Linked DNA regions of Pan troglodytes: region 1 is linked to region 2. The links are chromatin contacts, called in public HiChIP or PLAC-seq maps. All regions are on one chromosome and are shown on one strand. Each heading gives the region's core, a stretch centred on a gene start, on an enhancer-like site or on the middle of the called end of the contact. The rest is flanking DNA. Distances are from core to core; before and after follow the strand shown.

Evidence for each region. HiChIP or PLAC-seq counts read pairs in DNA pulled down with a chosen protein or histone mark.
Region 1: an H3K4me3 HiChIP or PLAC-seq map of stem cell-derived excitatory neurons shows a contact between it and region 2, with 6 times the contacts expected there. The contact joins the promoter of SMG6 here to the promoter of HIC1 in region 2. A contact is called at or near these places in 1 of 1 datasets of contacts at active chromatin or transcription factors (stem cell-derived excitatory neurons) and 1 of 1 other capture datasets (stem cell-derived neural stem cells).

What each region holds. Positions count from the first base shown.
Region 1 is chr19:12,796,449-12,799,294 of NHGRI_mPanTro3-v2.0_pri, forward strand. SMG6 (SMG6 nonsense mediated mRNA decay factor) reads right to left here and starts at 1,461. Exons shown (of 19, transcript XM_003315290.6): 1 at 1,254-1,461. The coding sequence starts at 1,341. SRR (serine racemase) reads left to right here and starts at 1,577. Exons shown (of 8, transcript XM_016931178.4): 1 at 1,577-1,638.
Region 2 is chr19:12,546,802-12,549,501 of NHGRI_mPanTro3-v2.0_pri, forward strand. It overlaps HIC1 (HIC ZBTB transcriptional repressor 1), which reads left to right and starts at 1,345. Exons shown (of 2, transcript XM_016931176.3): 1 at 1,345-1,470.

The DNA of each region.
Region 1 (2,846 bases), core at 211-2,710, 250 kb after region 2:
AAATACAAAAAATTAGCCGGGCGTGGTGGCACACGCCTGCAGTCCCAGCTACTCGGGAGGCTGAGGTAGGAGAATGGCGTGAACCCGGGAGGCGGAGGTTGCAGTGAGCAGAGATCGCGCCACTGCACTCCAGCCTGGGCGACAGAGCTAGACTCCGTCTCAAAAAATAATAACAACAACAATAAAAAAGTTTTTAATCCTAGTATTGGTCTCTAAATATAAATGCAAACAAGCCCAAAACAGGAATCATATGCTCCAGCAAGTACATTTACTGTTTGTAGGTGTATGGAAAAGGGGAAGAAAAGAGACTGAGGTTTTGGATAGTGCTTCACTATTTTCATAAGTTTAAAAGGTAGGTTCATGAAGTATCCACAAAGATAAAGCAGTTTAACCCAAGAATAGCTCACCCTCGGCAGTCTGTAACTTGGTGGGGGGCGGGGGGATGGGGAAAGCTATTCCTACTACTTTCTAGAGCAGCGGGAGAAAATAGCCTTAATAATCCAATTATGTTAATCAACAAAAACCAATTTCACAGACTGGCCGCAAACCTAGAGAAGGCACCTATCACAGCTACCATTCTACACAACTCTATTGCCTAACGCAGAAGAGGTGAGACACTTAGAATCTTTCTTACTTTCCTGACGTGGCTGGAGACTTGAAATTAACTTGCAAATTGAGCATTCTCTCTAATAAAAACTGCTCCCACACATGCCAGGGCCAAACCCGAGTAGTCTGAGGTCCCGGATCCCTCCAGTGGCGCAGCTTTCGGAAGCCTGTCTTGGGGGGGAAAAGTTCAGCAACGAAGTCGCAGGCTCTTAAACCTTTCTCCCCAATTCCTTCTCTCCGACGCTAAAGCGGTGGCCGGGGCAGGCCCGCGGAGGGCGGCCTGGAGAGCGATACTCCCGGGGCCTCCACCAGACCCCACTCCTTTCCGCGTCTCCCGATGCCTGGGAATCCGGGGCGGGTCTGAGAGGGCTGGGGCAAAAGGAACAGTCACCTTCGCGGCGAGAAAGAGGGTGGAGGCAGGAATTCGGGCCAGGCTCTCCCGGAGCTGGCCAGGACTGGCCGAGCCCGACCCCGCACTAACCCGCGAGAGAGGTAGGGCAGCGAGGGTCCGCCGCGGCCCCAGCGCCTACTGCTGGGGGAAGGGGCGGGGGCTCCGGAGCCCAGGGCCGAGCGGGGAGGAGGCAGAGGAGGAGGAGAGGGAGGCGGGGCGGGCAGGCCCGGCCCAGGAGCTGGGCGGCGCGACTCACCTCTGCTCCCGGCCTGCGGGGCCAGAGTAGCCAGGATCCCGCGCAGCTCCGACGCGGAGATCCGCACACGCTCCAGGCCTTCCGCCATCTTCGCGGCTGCTGCTACAGCCGTAGCGGCTCCGCCACCGCCGCGCGCAGCCAGGAAACCACCACAGACGGGCGGCGCGCGCGCTCGCCCACCTCCCGGCCTTTCCCCGCCCCCTGCCGCCCTCCCTTTCCGAACGACGGTGGCCGCGCTGGGAGGAAAAGCGCCCGCCGCCGGTTCCAGAGGGGCGGGACCGGAGCGAGAGCCTGGGTGGGGCGGGCGGGCGCTGCGCGTGCGCAGAGGTGCGGCCGGGGAGGCGCGCGGAGGCTGGAGCTGGAGGTGCGGCGCCGGTGAGCTGAGGTGAGGCGAGGCCGGGCCGTGCCAGGCCAGGCGGGCGTTTGCGGCGGTGGCTGCCGTTGCTGTTGTCGTGGACACCAAGGACACTGCTAGTCTGGGACTCGGGTTGACAGAGACACCCCTCAGCCTGGGCTCCTCTGGACACCTTAGGCCAGGCTCTCCCGCCACAGGCCCGGCCTAGCGCCGCGGGCCATTACTTGGGACCTTGAAGATCTGCTAAGAGTTATTAGTATTCCTTTTTTTTTTTTTTTTTTTTTTTAGTTGGAGTCTCGCTCTGTTGGAGACTCCCGGGCTGGAGTGCAGTGGCGCGATCTCGGCTCACTGCAAGCTCCGCCTCCCGGGTTCAAGCTTTTCTCCCGCCTCAGCTTCTCTACTATTCCAATTTCTAAGATTAGGAAACTGAATCCCAGAGAACGGAAGTAAATTGCCCAGGGTGACACCGTGGATAAAAACCTATCAAAGCCTTTTTCATTACAGCAAGCCACATCCCCAAACCCTCTTTTTTTTTTTTTTTTTTTAGACGGAGTCTCGCTCTGTCGCCCAGGCTGGAGTGCAGTGGCGCGGTCTCGGCTCACTGCAAGCTCCGCCTCCTGGATTCAAGCGATTCTCCTGCCTCAGCCTCCCTATAGTAGCTGGGATTACAGGTGCACGCCACCAAGCCCGGCTAATTTTTGTATTTTTTGTAGAGACGGGGTTTCACTAGGCTGGTCTCGAACTCCTGACCTCAGGTGATCCACCCGCGTCGGCCTCCCAAAGTGCTGGGATTACAGGCGTGAGCCACCGCGCCCGGCCGCCCCCTGACTTTTAAAAACTAGATACGATATAGTTGGAATCGTGTGGAAGGAAGTACATCAGGAGGCATATAAGTCCATTTGGGACCTGTAATCCCGGCGACTCGGAAGGCTGAGACGGGCGGATCGCTTGAACCCGGGAGGCGGAGACTGCAGTGAGCCGAGATCGCGCCACTGCACTCCAGCCCCGGAGTCTCCAACAGAGCGAGACTCCGCCTCAAAAAAAAAAAAAGTCAATTTGGGAATTTCTGTGTCACTATGGATTCTTGAAAAAAATTACTGCTGTGGATCTCAGGTTGACTTTTTAATTTCCCATCTTTAAAATTGAACTATACCAGAAGGCTGGTACTTGAATCTTTTTTTGGAGAACTGTGCAGAGGTGAAGCTCCCTTCCCCAAGGCCTCCTGCCTCCACCTGTTG
Region 2 (2,700 bases), core at 95-2,594:
GGCCGCTGGTAGCCGCGCCCGCTGCCCCTCGCCCGGTGACTCAGCCGGTACCTCTGGCGGGGCCATGGGGGCCAGAGGACAGCGCGGGGGGCGGCGAGCGCGGTTGCTAAGCTCTCCAAGGCCTCGGAGGGACAGGATCTGGGCGCACCTCATCGGTTGCCATGGTAACGCAGCGCCCCAGCCCCTCGCGCTCCGCGGCGGAGGGAGGCGCAGCCAATCGGAAGCGGCGGAGTTCTCGGGGACCCCCCCCCCTCCCCGCTCCACGCCGTGTGTGGGCGGGGGTCAGGAGGTGCGGGGCGGAGGCGGAGCGTGGGCCGCGGAGATCCGGCGTTCGCAGGAGGCTTGGTGCGCGGCGGGGCTGCACGGGGCCACTTCCGGAGTAGTACTGCGAGCAGCGGCGCGACAGTGCGGGGTCCCCTTTCTCCCAGAAGAGACGTCACCCACACAAACCTGACCTTCACGTGGGGCGCGGGACCTTGCGGGGTCCCAGGCGCAGGCGCCCCTGTTGTTTCCTTCGGGCGGGTGGGTTGGAGAAAAAGTCCACGCGGGATTCTTCAAAACGGCGTACAGGGGGATTCTAGGGCCCCATGGTTACTTCTTTGGACCCCCCGGAGGCGCTGTCCAGCCACTTCCAGTCGCCCTGATGACTCGTCGTGGGTTCCTTTAGGAGACCCGAAAGTTCAGGGCGGGCTGTGTGGGTAACACCTCTGCCCAGGTTCCCGGAGGGCCCTACGTGGCTGCCCCTGGAGTATCCCAGAGCGCTAGGGCTGCGGGAAGGGGCGGGTGTGCTTCTGGAAACATGAGCGCCTGTTAGTATCAGTGCCTGGATAGGGCTGGGGACAAATCAGTTTATGCCGCGCACACCGAATCCATGCGCCTGAGGGTGGGTGTGTTGGGGAGTGCGTCCAAGTGGACAGTGCCGTACAGTAATGTCTACGGGGAGTTCCAGGAGAGCTCGGCTACTGCGCAGGATAACCTCTCCTCCACCCCCACCACCCGAGTCCGGCGCTTGCGGGCAGGACTTTTCCGAATTGGGGCTGTGTGCCTAGAAATACGTACATGGGAGCGCTCAGCTCAAAGCCCCAGGGTTTCTGGGACTCGCGTGTCTGGGGTCGGGGTCCCAGGTGGGTACAGGTGGGAGGGCGAACCTGCGGGTAGGGTGGGCCCCTCCCCGCGGGCTCAGCATCTGTGCGCCTCCAGCTCAGGTGCGCGGGAGGAAGGCAGCGGCCTGCCGCGCAGAGCCCTGCGCGCCCGCGAGGTGGCGCCATAGCCGCAGCAGCGCCCGCCGGCCCGGGCCGCTCCAGATAAGAGTGTGCGGAAAGCGCGGCGGGGCTGAGACGCGACCAGGACGCGGGGAGGACGGACCAGCAGGACAGACCGACCGGGGGCCCGGCGGGCGGAGGGCAGCGCAGCCACGTCCCCCCTGGATCCGCCGTCAGCCGGGCCCGGGGCTTTCGACATGCCCCCCAGGTGGGTCCTCGAGCCGGGGACCGGGAGGGATGGGGGACCCGGGACAGCCCGGTCCTCGTGCGTCGGCCGCCTCGGGCGCATCTTCTGGCGCGGGTGCCCCATCGCGGCTGGCGGCTGGCGTTCAGGGCTCCGGGTGTCGTCCCTTTCGGACTCAGGACCACCGGGCCGCGGCTCCGCGCCGGGTTCACGGCGGGGTCAGCGGCTCGGGTCCGGCTCTGCCCGCACATGGGCTGGAGAGGCGAGGGGAAGGGAAGGGGAGCTGGCGGGCGGGGCTGGCAGGGGCGCTGCCCTGGCACAGCTCGGGGCCTGGCAGCGGCGGGTGGGGCATCGGCTAAGAGCTGCCACCGCCGCGGGGAGGGGAGCCCGGCCCGCCGGGACCGCAGGTAACGGGCCGCGGGGCCCCGCGGGCCAGGAAGGGAACGGGGTCGGGCGGGCGAGCAGCGGGCAGGGGAGCTCAGGGCTCGGCTCCGGGCTCTGCCGCCAGATTTGGGGGCCGCGAGGAAGAGCTGCGAGCCGAGGGCCTGGGGCCGGCGCACTCCTCCCGCCCTGTCTGCAGTTGGAAAACTTTTCCCCAAGTTTGGGGCGGCGGAGTTCCGGGGGAGAAGGGGCCGGGGGAGCCGCGGAGGGAGGCGCCGGGCCCGCGCGTGTAGGGCCCAGGCCGAGGCCGGGACGCGGGTGGGGCGCAGGCCCGGGTCAGGGCCGCAGCCGGCTGTGCGCCGTGCCCGCCCGGGGCGCTGCCCCCTCCCTCCCCTGGGAGCTGCGTGGCTCCCCCCTCCCCCCCACCTGCTTCCTGCCTCAGCCTCCTGCCCCGATATAACGCCCTCCCCGCGCCGGGCCCGGCCTTCGCGCTCTGCCCGCCACGGCAGCCGCTGCCTCCGCTCCCCGCGCGGCCGCCGCCCGGGCCCCGACCGAGGGTTGACAGCCCCCGGCCAGGGCGGCGCCAGGGCGGGCACCGCGCTCCCCTCCTCCGTATCACTTCCCCCAACTGGGGCAACTTCTCCCGAGGCGGGAGGCGCTGGTTCCTCGGCTCCCTTTCTCCCTACTTGGGTAAACTTCTCCGCCCTGAATGACTTTTCCTGAAGCGGACATTTTACTTAAATCCGGTAACTGTCTCCAAAAGGGTCACTGCGCCTGAACAGTTTTCTTCTCGGAAGCCCCAGCACCCAGCCAGGTGCCCTGGGGCGTGCAGGCCGACCTGGCCTCCCCTCCACTGGCGGCCGCTCACCTCCT